2 separate regions of the Mus musculus genome follow, and region 1 is linked to region 2. Evidence: chromatin contacts called from public HiChIP or PLAC-seq data. All regions are on one chromosome and are shown on one strand. The core of a region is the stretch at or near the end of the contact, and the rest is flanking DNA. Distances in the headings are between cores, read along the strand shown. Region 1 overlaps Ap3s2 (adaptor-related protein complex 3, sigma 2 subunit). Region 2 holds the start of Anpep (alanyl (membrane) aminopeptidase).

Region 1 (5,659 bases), core at 2,836-5,335, 33 kb before region 2:
TTTGAGAACGACTGCCATCCACTAACTCAATAAAGACAGTTACTGGATTCAGGCTCTCTTCCCAGGTGATTCTGAGCTGTGGTAAGTTGACATTCAAAACTAACCATTACGGCGACTAAACTCAAATAAGTATTGTAAAATTACACCAAGTCCTATGAAGCACTTGACACATGGTTGATGCTCAGCGAAAGCACTGCTTTGCACCAATGAAGAAGAGGTGGGTTAAGCAGAAAACAGTGGAGCACTGAGAGTGCTTGACTGCAGATAGGGCTCTGCCTGTGTTTAGGGGTCAGGGTTTGCCAGCCTTACCGCTGATAACTTTGCAGGGCAGTAGCATAGAGTTCATTACATTAGTGTGCAGCCATTACCACTGTCCATCTGCGGAGCTCTTTGTCCACCTCTGCACACGCTGCAGCGTACCTGCCTTCCCCCAGCCCCCATTCTGTTCTCTGTTTCTATGGATGACAGCTTTAGGTACCACATAAATGCATTTCTATAGTATGTCCTTTTTGGTTTGGTTTAGTTTGGTTTACTTTTGCTTCTTTTTTTTTTTAAAGAATTATTTATTTTATGTATGTCCATTACAGATGGTTGTGAGCTACCATGTGGTTGCTGGGAATTGAACACAAGACCTCTGAAAGAGCAGTCAGTGCTCTTAACCACTGAGCCATCTCTCCAGCCTTTTTTTTTTTTTTTTTTTTTTTTTTACTACTTGAAGCAAGGTTTCTCTATAGATCAGGCTGTCCTGGAACTTATTCTGTAGACCAGGCTGTCCTCAAACTCTGAGATCCATCTGCCAGTGCCTCCTGAGTGCTGGGATGAAAGTTGTGCACCACCACACCCATTTTGTAGTATATCTTTTTGTGTTTAATTTAGTTTACTTACAACAGTGTCCTCAGGGTTTATCTGTATTGCACAGGTGTGTGCATGTATAAAACTTCCTCCCTTTTAAAGACAGAATAGTAGTCTATTTTATGGACACATCATATTTTATTAATCCATTCATCTGAGAGTGGACACTTGGACTGCTCTACTTTTTGTCTATTGTGACTATTGCTGATATGCACATGGGTGTTTAAATATCTTATGTGCACGTGGGTGTATAAATGTCTCTTTGAGTCTCTGCTTTCAGTCTTTTCAGTGTGTACCCAGACACTGAATTGTTGAGTCATACAGTAGTTCTGTTTTTGCTTTCTGAGGAACTCCCACAGTTAATACATCCAGAGGACTATTTGATAGGGAAGTGTACGCAATGGAGTTCCCCCAAGGAATAATATGAAAACCAGTCTTGCATAACATTTTTTAAGTTGCCTAAATATGAAACTTTTACTATTAAGTTTTATTTACATATAGATATAAATTCATGTATACTATGGGTGATGTACGTTGTATAGAATTTAGGAATGAGAGGAGAGAGCAGAGAAGTGGTTATAAGTCATAATAATGGCTGCGCAGAAGGATTACTTCATTATGGACTCTTTCCCCAAGGTCAAAGGACAAATCCCAGTTCCACGTGTTAGTGCTTCCTTTCAGCTTACTGTGCTGTGGGCAGAATCTAAGAACACAGTCAAATGCATGAAAACAGGCACACACATCTTTTCTTCAACTTTCTTGGCTCCAAAGAACAAGTTGACACTTGACTTGAGACTGGAGGTCAGTGGTCTAAACTTGGGACACATGCATGCGCGCATGTATACACACACACAAACACAAACAGGATATCCTGCTTTAACCCAAGCTACCCTCTCAGCCTTGTCTTTAGTCTCCCTCTTACGTGAAGCTCTGTCTTAGCTAAGCCCAAGAGCTTTGCAAACCCACCAGTCTTGCAGCTGAATTGCTTTCCCAGGGCCTTTCTGGCCTCCTGTGCACTGGCCCAAAAGTTCTGTACTCACTTGATGACAGAAGGTTTAACAGAAAGTAATTACAAGTCTCGTTGCTACAATTTATTTGAAATATAAAGTGCCAGGTTGGACCTGCAAGAGTTGGCAACATCTAGTTGAGAGCAGAGGGCCATCCTGAGCAGTTTAGCAAGAACACCGCTCGGCTGCAGGATGCTGGTTAGGTGGTTGAGCTCCTGCCTACCATGCACAATGCCCTTTGTTGAATTCCCATGACTATAAACCAGTTATGATGGCACCCAGGGCTCTCCATGGCAGCCTTTCTGTCTCCCTGTGTAGTGGTTGCATTGCCTCTGCTCCATCCCGGTAGTGCATCGAGATTTGGTTTTGCTTAGAGAACTGCTGGCTGGCTGGAAACTGTGAGCTGCACACTAAGGAGAGCATTTAGACCATTTCAGCTGCTTAGATCTACTTAATGCCAGCCAGTGTGATGACAGTCTAATGGATGACAGAAAAGCGTCTCTACTTATGTGGGGCCCAGCGTGTAGCAGGCACTAGCAAAGCGTTGTTTAGTTCTCCATCTAGGTATCTCACCCGGCCATTTATTCCCGAGTTTTGGAAGGAAGCTGAAGTGCTGAGAAAATAATTTGCCAAAGACCACCTAGCTAACAAACAGCAGGGCTAGAATCTAAGCATGACCTGTCTGAGTTGGAAGCCTCAGCCACCACCTCATTGTCTTGAGCGAACCAAACCCTACTGCCATTGCTGATAGAAGACCATGAAGTCTTGTGGTCTCCCGTGAGGGGCTGGCTGTGTCATGAATCAGAATGTGGCCTGTCTGACCCCTCTGCTGCTGCCCCCGGGGCAAACTACTGTGCTGTGCTCTGAGTCTTGATGCCTCTCTTCTAGGTGCACTACATCCTGCAGGAGGTGGTGATGGGTGGAATGGTGTTGGAGACAAACATGAATGAAATTGTGGCTCAAATCGAAGCTCAAAACCGACTGGAGAAGTCGGAGGTGAGGAAGCAGCTGCACTGTGTCCTGACTGGGTACAGGGAGGAACATGTACCTGTGTAGAGCATGCATAGCTTGGGTGGGCTGTGTCTGCTGGGTGGGCTTGGGTGAGCTTGGGTGGGCTTGGGTGGGCTGTGCATGCTTGAGTGGGCTATGTCTGCTGGGTGGGCTTGGGTGGGCTGCGTGGGTCTGTGTTTGCTGTGAGGGCTTCTGTTTCTTGGAGTCCTTAGGAGGTGGTTCCCTCCTGTCTTCCTTGGTTTGACTACACTAACATGAAGGCCAGTGTAAACATTAAACTGGTAGGGCGACTTGAGATCTCTGGCTTAAAGGAAAGGCAGATGGCAGGACGGACAGCCAGCCTCTGGAATATGATTATGACTCACATTTGCGGTCCGTATGTGAGCAGCCATAGCTTGTGGTTAGCTCGTAGCCTCTGGAAGGTCAAGATTCTTTACTTTCAGTGAAGCTTCTTCAAAACTACAGTAATGCTGATTTGGAAATACCATACCTGGGCAGGTGGTGATGGCACACACTTTAAGTCCCACCACTGAGGAGACTTAAGCAGGTGATCTTTGAGTTCGAGGCCAGCCTGGTCTACATAGTGAGTTTAGTACAGTCAGGACTACATAGAGAAACCCTGTCTCAAAAAGCAAACAGAAAAGCGTTCCTTGACAAGCAGTGGTGGCAGATGTCTTTAATCCCAGAACTCGGGAGGCTGAGGAAGGCAGATCTCTGTGAGTTTGAGGCTAGCCTGATCTACTGAGTAAGTTCCAGGATAGCTAGGGCTAAACAGAGAAACCCTGTCTCCAAAAACCAAAAAAAGAGAAAAAAGGAAAATAAAACACCATGCCTCCTTATCCTCATGTGGCTCTGAGCTTGATGGAGGAGCTCATGGTGAAGCCAGGCCAATCCCACCCTGGTCTTCACCCACCTCAGCCCCACAGTGAGCAGGGTTAGAGGGGTACCCCTCACAGCTGCAGAAATAGTGGGATGGTGACATCTCTGAGTGACATGTCTGAGTGGGTTTCTTTGCTTTGTGAATGGAACCTGTCTTACAAAACCAGGAGTCCTTCTTATGAGACTGCTCATCTCATCAGAGTTTTTCTGACCACAGCTCTGCCTGCCAGGGTTTTCTGAGAAGTGCAGGCTGGGAGGCTTCCAGACACAGTGAGTGAGTCAGGCAAGGGGTCTGGAACCAGCCGAGGCAGACATGCAGGGGAAGGGCAGAGCTAGAGGGAGTGTCCTGAGAGCTGTGGGTTAGAACAGTAAGTGACTCTCAGGCCTGTGTCACCCCCTCTACTCCCTGCTGAGCCTGGAGGGCCTGGAGGCTGATTTTCCAGGGTTACTGCTTCCCAGCCTGTAGCCACGTGACATCCAAAGCCCATCCTTTTCAGCTCGCACTAGCTGGCAGGCTGTTGTCTGAAAGCTGACATTCTTTCTCCTTCAAAGGAATTTCTCTGGCTTTGCACTTTTCTGTAAGGTAGACTCTTAAGGAAAGGGTTTCATTTTGTTTTGCTTTGTAAATCTAGTACCCTCAAGTCATAGGACTTAGATAAATCATCTCAGAGTTCCCTACCAAGTATTTATTGAGCAACTCCCATGGGCCAAGCGTGGTGTTACTTGCCATAACTATAAAAGTGCATGAAGCACAGGGCACAGCACACCTTTGCAGACCCTGTAGTGGGACGGCAGCAAAGGCTGCAAGGCTGCACATAGCTAAATAGGGCTTTGTTGACACCCATGAGGAATGAAGACTTTTGTATGTGCCATCTGGAATGCTTTAGATCTCTGTCATCTGCTTTAGGATTTAAGCAGACGACACTGGAAATCGACTAACACTCTCCTCTCGTTTCCAGGGCGGCCTCTCTGCAGCTCCAGCAAGGGCCGTGTCCGCTGTGAAGAACATCAACCTCCCTGAGATCCCCAGGAACATCAACATCGGTGACCTCAACATCAAAGTCCCCAACCTGTCCCAGTTTGTGTGAAGGTGGGGGACTGGGCTGAACTGGAGTTCGCAGGATGAGCAAAGCAGTCAAGTCCAGAAGCAGAACCCCGTTGAGCCTTTAGAGTCGCACCTTGGGGCCCTGCACCTTTCCCAGAGTGGGAATGGAGTTGGGTGCACACTTCCTGGCCATCCTGCTGCTCCTGACTCACGGCTGTGATAGACATCAGGGCACTAAGCCACTGCTCCTTCGCCTCCCCCACACAGCTGCCCTCAGGGCCAGGGACTGTGAACGCGCCACCTGCTTCCCAGGGCCCCACCACTGGGACTGAACACATCTGACTTCCTCTCTAGCACCAAGGGCTTCTGAGATCCTGTATCACTTACTGGGGGAAAGACCAGGGGGAAAGACTAGCCTTTGAGCTGTCAGGCATGGTAAGTGGCAGGTGAGGGCAGGGTGTACACCACCTCTGCTAGGGCCTCTATACCCTCTGAATGGTCAAGCATTGTGGTCCGCAGTTGCTGCAGAGCAGTTTCCTAGTATATACCTAGTCTTGTTGTCAGAGGCATCTGTGCGCTGGATGGTTTAAGTCACACTCTGTGTGCGTGCCACTACCACCCCCCCCCCCCACACACACACACACAGAGTTGGTGCGACCCCCAGAACCCTCTCGCAGAGGAGACCAATGTCTGTAGACTGTGGCGACTGGATCCCTCCTAGGTTATGACTTTTCCCAAGTTTAAAATACACTGTTCTCTTGGAAGCAGAAGGTTCAGTGCTGTGCTGTGAATGAAGAAGTCCCCACATACACACACTTGCTCAGAATCCACTAACCAGTCTCAGATTCTAGAGCTGGGAGCCTGG
Region 2 (6,364 bases), core at 1,909-4,408:
CCTGCTCTGCCTCAGCCCCAGTCCACTTACCCACTCAAAAGCTTGGGGTTTTGTTGCTGTTGTTTTCTTTATTCAAGACAGGGTTTCTCTGTGTAGCCCTGGCTATCCTAGAACTTGCTCTGTAGATCAGGCTGGCCTCAAACTCAGAGTTCTGCTGGCCCCAGCCTTCCCAGCCAGCTTTATTGTTGTTGTTGCTGCTGATAGTGTTTACGTTAAAAATCTGTGAGCTACACAGATTTTTCAGTGTCGCTCAGGCTGACCTTGAAATAGAGATCCTCCTGCCTCAGCAAGGATTGCAGACAGGATACATCACTAGTTAGTAAGTAGCCCCCCTCCCTCATCCCTTGCTTCCCCTCAGACTCTCTGGGTTTTGAGCCCCTGTATGCTGGATAAGTATTTTACCACTGAACTGGGAGCAAAAACAACAACAAAAATCTTGTAGTTAAAATCTTTATTTACTTTATCAAGAGTTATCCAGTATCTTTCCAGGCCTATGCCTATGATCCCAGTACTTAGGAGGCAGAGGCAAGAGAATTATGAATTCGGGCCAGCCTTGGCTACATAGTGAGTTCCAGCTTGGCCATAGAAGCTGGCCAGCTTGGGCTATAGGAGACAATGTCTTAAAAAAACAAACAAAACGGGCTGGAGAGACAGCTCTGCGGTTAATGCTGACTGCTCTTCCAGGGGTCCTGGTCACCACGCCTGCTCTTTACATGGGAGCCGGGGATCTTATATTTGCACAGCAAGCACACTCACCCACTGAGTCATGTTCCTAGCTCATAATGCTGACATTTTAATGTTTTTACCCCCTTTCTTCTCACGTTATTTTGAAATTTTAATTCTTTATGTAGTCAAATGTATTGATTTTTCTTTAGAGGCCTCAGATTTGCTAAAACACTTAAACAGGCTCTCTTTCTTCTCAGGTTCCCCTTTTAAAAAATCCCCCTGTGGTTTCACTGAAATATGTATGTTTTGCTATATATGAAATATTACATACATTTACTTCAGTGGTAGAGATCCATTGAGCCCAGGGCCTTGAACATTCTCTATCCATTTAGCCATGCCCCAAGCCAAAACATGACGTGTTTTTAATGATGGTATGGTATGTCACCATATGAGAGGACTATAATTTATTTAGCCAAGCCCCTATTGCAGAATGCTTAAGCTATGTTTTCCTTTCCACTACTATGAATTATACAGCAGCAAGAAGCCTATACATACATTTTCAACTCCCTTAGGCTGAGTTCCCGAAAACCACCTTCATTCTCAACCCCACAGCTTCCTCAAAGAGCAGGCGCCCTTCTCCTACTGCAGGTTCCTCTCAATACACCCCCTGTCCAAGACTGAGGTGGGAGCGTGCCCAGAGTTCACTCTCTCTTGGCCTGCCTTAGCCCATCTTTGATTTGTCAGCCATGCCAGATATGACAGAGGAAGTAGGCAGGCGTGGGTCTTGAAGCAAAAGGAAATCTGAAATTGACTCTCAGAGCTCTCCGGGGCCCACTGACTCTTATTTTGCAGGCAACTCACAACTCTAGGAAAGCTGCAATCCAGCAGAACAGTTAGAATTGCCTCATGGCTTTGCCTAAAGGCACCCTGGCCCAGCCATCTGATCCCAAAAGAAGGGACAGTTTGAGAAGAAAACAAGGCTAGTCTGGGACAAGGTGTGACTCAGTAGGAGGGCAATCGCATAGCAACCCCCTGGCCATGAGGTAGGGCAAGAGTAGAGCTAAGCTGTCTAGCAATGGAGAGGATGGGAATGTAGAGAGGACATCATTTACGATGCCTCTAAACCGGAGTTCCTACAGGTAAGTAGAGGTATGGGGTTCGACAGCTCAGGGTCTCCCTTGGAACAGGGAGATCACCTTGAATTATATGGGTGCATCGCATGGGAGAAGCCAGTCAGTATCAGAATGACAAAGCCGAGAGTTGAAGCACCGGTCACTCCTCGCTCCAAAGGTGGCCTCAAGCCAAGGAATGTGGGTGCCTCTAGCCATCGGAAAAGACAAAGATGCTCTCTCTTAGAGCTTCCAGAAGGGAAGCTTCCCACGGACACCCCGAGTTTCAGTACAGTGAGTCTGATTTATAAACAGTATGAGAATAAGCATGTGTCTTTTAAAGTTTGTGTTATTATAGCAGCAATAGGAAACTAATAGAAATGGTACCCTGAATTGCCAATAAAAAAGATGCCCAGGGAGGGAGTGCCCTGGAACACACAGTATCTCGAAGCGGAATGGGGACAAGAAGCATAAACTCCTGGATGCAATCCTTTATTTGCTAGAGGCTTCTAATAACTTTGACTTCTTGAAGACAGCCTAGGTGTCAAGAGTTAGCCAGAGCTTGGCCTGGAGAGGCTGAAGTCAAGGTCAGTCTGGGCTACAGTGAGTTCAAGGTCAGCCTGGATGATTCAGTGAGCCCTTTCCTTTAAAAAGAAATAAAAGAAAAAAGAAAAGGGCTGAGGATGTAGCTCACGGCTGAGCACTTATCTAGTACGCATGAGGCACTGGACTTAAACCACAGTACTAGAAGAAAATAAGGGAGGGAGGGAGAGAGGGAGAGAGGGAGGAAGGGGAGAAAGAGAAAGGAAGAAAAAGTTAGAATTGGTGGATGATCCAGGCTCATGGAAAAAGTGTAGCAGTGAAGCAGGATTGTTGCTAGTTTGAGCTTGGCCTGGACTACATAATAAGTTCGGAGGAAGAGGAGGAGGAGGAGGAGGAGGAGGAGGAGGAGGAGGAGGAGGAGGAGGAGGAGGAGGAGGAGGAAGAAGAAGAAGAAGAAGAAGAAGAAGAAGAAGAAGAAGAAGAAGAAGAAGAAGAAGAAGAAGAAGAAGAAGGAAGAAGAAGAAGAAAAGATAATCAGATTAAGTTCTGTGGAAAGCCTCCAGAACTGTGGGGATTATCCTGTAAACTTTTGAGGCTGTGAGCCCCTCCCTCCAGCTGCAGATGTCTCCCAGATGTGGTGGGCGAGACACTGGGACAGCGGCGGCGCGAAGTGTGGGTGGGTGAGGGCGAGAGGTCTGGGTCTGGCGCGCTGGGGGCCAGGGGCCGCACCGTCGGGGGAGCGGCTGTTTGCGTGCAGGCGGGGAGGAGCGCGGGCGGAGCCGGGTGGGGGGGGGCGGGTGTAGTTCGGGCGGAGCGGTGGTGGGCTCGGGTTACTTCCCTTTAACCCGCCAGAGCAGGCGGGCGGAGGCGAGGCAGGAGCAGCTCGGAGAAGCGTGCAGTCCTAGGCAAGTGTGGGAAGGCAGCCATGGGCTGCGGAAGTTTGGGGACACCGGGTGTGGGGCTTGGCATCTGGGGTGCGGGAGCCAACTGAAGCTTCTGCCCCTACTCAGATGGGTAAACTGAGGTCCGGGAGCTGCCGAAGCTGTTGGAGTGAGTCCCCGAGGGTGCCAGCGGCTCTTGGCCTCCAGGTGTCTGCAGGGCTCCGAGGGAAGCTCCGGCCTTGGTGACAGAAGATGGCCAGGCCTGGAGAAAAAGGGGTGGCTGGAGCCCAGGAACGGTAGCTGGAGTCTGGTGGCCAGACTCAAGGGTTAGAGGGCGGGTGGTGAGGGACACATAGAGGACGGAGCCAGAGATGAGAGGATACAGAATGGCTGAAGTATAGAGGACTAGGGATGGCGCGAGTGGAACAGAAGGTGCACGCTGACCCCTGGAAGTCACGGAGCAAAGACACATGTTTCTGCTCTACAGTCCCAGTCGGGTTAGAGCGGCGGCCCTGGCCCTGTGCCCCAGCCTCTGTGAGGAGACGGGAACTAGACTTTATCCTAGACCCTCGGTTGCTGTGCTCGTCCCATGCATAGATAGGCATGCCTCCTGGATGCGCACCAGGATTCTGCTGCGGTGGCCTCCAGAGAGCAGAGCTGGTGGCAACCCAAGCTTTTTCAGCAGAGGGGTCTTTCCAAATAGACTACCTCCAATAAGGCAGGCTGCCTGCCCTGGAGAGTCTGGGCTTTGGTGACTTAAAACCCAATCCTGCTCTGAGGATACCAGTGACATGTGCTGTTGGGAGATTTCAGGGCACTTCTGTGACTGATGGATCTGAGGTCTAGGGATGTCAGGACCTTGGCCAGTTTATTTGTGAAAGTAGAACTTGGAGCAGGTGGCCTCCCACCTCTGTCAGCGTGGGTGGCTAGTAAGAAGGAGGTGGCCCGGCACCAAACAGGAAGACTGGCCACAATTCCCCATGGGGAAGGGAGCTTTTCCTACATGTGACAGGCCAGGTACAGGAACTAGGACTGTGGCTACGGTGGATTGTGGAATACCTGAGCAATGAGCTGTATAGCTTAGGTTGGCTTGGATCTCTAGGCAATCCTCCTGCCTCAGCCTCTGGATTTGATTATGGTACTCTCCCCCAACTCCACAGGATTTGAACCTAGGGTCACATGCATACCCTGCAGAGTTCCTGAGGGGGCCGCTGCAAGGTGCTCGCCCTTCAGCCCAGAATCCCAGCAGGCTGGTAGCCACTCACCTCAGGCTGAGGGATCCTATAGATTATACCTATGAGGGCAGGGCAAGGCCTCTGCAGAACTGTGTTTGTAGCAGTTTCTGCTGACCCCCGTCTTATGAGTATCACTTCTCAGAACAGTTCCCCATTCCTGATCATGGTCTGACTGAAGGGAATCTGTCCTTCTTGTGGCCTTTAAAGCCACTTCCATCAAAGAAAGTGTGGGACTGTATGACTAGTGCACTTCGCTTGCCCTACAAAGCCCCTCTGTCCCTGCCCCACAGGGACACTGCTCTGGCTCACAAAGGTCAACCTGCCATGGGTTTAATGTGGTTCCCACAGAATGGAGTGTCCAGAGCTCCCAAAGGAAGCACCCTGGGGATTGGCCCAGCCCAGCCCAATCCAGCTGTGACATGGGGATAGGCCATCAGCCAGGATGGTCCTGCTCTGGGGCCTGGTTTTAACCCTGGCTCTATACACTGCTACTTCAGAGTGGGAAGAGAGGCTACACACTATCCCCGAATTCCCTGCTGTGTAGTCTCACAGTGCTGACACCAGAACTCAGAGAGCTTTGGAGATAAACTGAGATGTGGTATGGAGCCCAGACTACCTAGTGTATGTGTGGTGTGCTTGCCTGTGTGTGCCTATGTTTGTGTGGTATGTTTGTGTTTGTTTGTGTGTGTGTTGTATGGTTGTGGGTATATGTGTGTATATAGTATGTTTGTGTATGATATGTGTACGTGTGTGTTGATGTGTGGCATGTATGTATATTTGTGGTGTGTGTTTGTATGTGGTGTGAGTATGTGTGTGTTTGTGTATGTGTCTGGTGTGTGTTTATGTATGATATATGTATGTGGTATGTGTATGTGTGTGTTTTTGTGTGCACGTATATATAAATATATTTGTGTGTGGTGTGTGTGTGCTTTGTTTGTGTGTTGTGAGTGTGTGGGGTGTGTATGTGTGTGGTGTGTTTGTGTGTGGTGTGTTTGTGTGTGTGTATGTGGTGTTTGTGGTGTGTATGTATGTGCTGTGTGGTATATGCTGTGTGGTATGTGTGTGTGGCATGTGTTTGTGTATGATATGTGTATGTGACATGTGTGTGTGTTTGCATGTGGCATGTGTGTACGTATGTGACGTGTGTATGTGTGTGGCATGTATGTATGTATGTATTTGTGTGTGGTGTGTGTATATGTCTGTTTGTGTGTGTAGTGTGTGTTTGTGTATGATATGTGGTAAATGTATGTGTGTGTGTCCTAGATAGGGTTTGGTGGTTGAGACCTGCCAGACATGGGGGAGGCATTGGAAGGAAGGCAGGAGACTTGCTTTCTGCAGACAAGGCCTGCACTGAAGTAGTGACATCCCAGATCAGGCAGGACAGAGTGGTAGCTTCTCCAGCAGCAGCAGCAACAGCAGCAGCAGCAGTAGCTATACAGGGTAGTCTCGGGTTACCTTGATGAGTAGTTTTCACCAGTGGGATGAGGTGAGCTTAAATCAGGGGGGAAAAAAGTAACTTAACACACCACATCCAGGTCCTTATTGCTCATCAGGCTAATTAAGGTGAATTTGTTTTGAGAAAAAATATTAAGCAAATGATGTCCTGGACGATGACGAAGATGCTTCTGTGCACAGTCTCAGAGCGCAGGGTGGAAGGTGGAGCTGTCCCCAAAGCAAGGGTCTGAGTTCTTGGGTGCCTTAGCTATCATCTTGTCACTTTTGTGGTGGTGAAGCACAGGCTGTCTGCTGAGAGAGCTGCCACAGCCAGGGTCTTTCCCTAAGTGACATATGTGAAAGAGATGAGAACTGGAGGTCACAGGAGTGTGGCATTAAGGACACGGCAAGGTTGTGATGTTTTAGCTGGAGTTTGAAGTATGAAGAAGAGCTTGACTAGAAAGAGAGGAAGGGTATATCTGGCCAAAGAACCAGA

The links. HiChIP or PLAC-seq counts read pairs in DNA pulled down with a chosen protein or histone mark.
Region 1: a contact with region 2 is called in an HNF4G HiChIP or PLAC-seq map of pancreatic cancer cells. The contact joins the enhancer-like site here to the promoter of Anpep in region 2. A contact is called at or near these places in 2 of 39 promoter capture datasets (the SN4741 cell line and liver), 12 of 484 Hi-C or Micro-C datasets (3T3-L1-derived adipocytes, bone marrow-derived dendritic cells, bone marrow-derived macrophages and 7 more), 14 of 115 datasets of contacts at active chromatin or transcription factors (bone marrow-derived dendritic cells, bone marrow-derived macrophages, embryonic fibroblasts and 9 more) and 4 of 9 other capture datasets (adipose tissue, bone marrow-derived macrophages, macrophages and 1 more).

Annotation. Positions count from the first base shown.
Region 1 is chr7:79,879,662-79,885,320 of GRCm38.p6, reverse strand. It overlaps Ap3s2 (adaptor-related protein complex 3, sigma 2 subunit), which reads left to right. Exons shown (of 6, transcript NM_009682.3): 5 at 2,748-2,855; 6 at 4,709-5,659. The coding sequence ends at 4,837. Among named protein-coding and RNA genes, the nearest start is that of Anpep, 34 kb to the right of the region's middle. Within about 2 kb of position 4,085, at least 103 of the 459 cell types and tissues checked have an H3K27ac peak or open chromatin away from gene starts, as enhancers often do. A contact at or near this core is called in the SN4741 cell line, adipose tissue, bone marrow-derived macrophages and 5 more, where this site is marked.
Region 2 is chr7:79,845,004-79,851,367 of GRCm38.p6, reverse strand. It overlaps Anpep (alanyl (membrane) aminopeptidase), which reads left to right and starts at 3,158. Exons shown (of 21, transcript NM_008486.3): 1 at 3,158-3,223.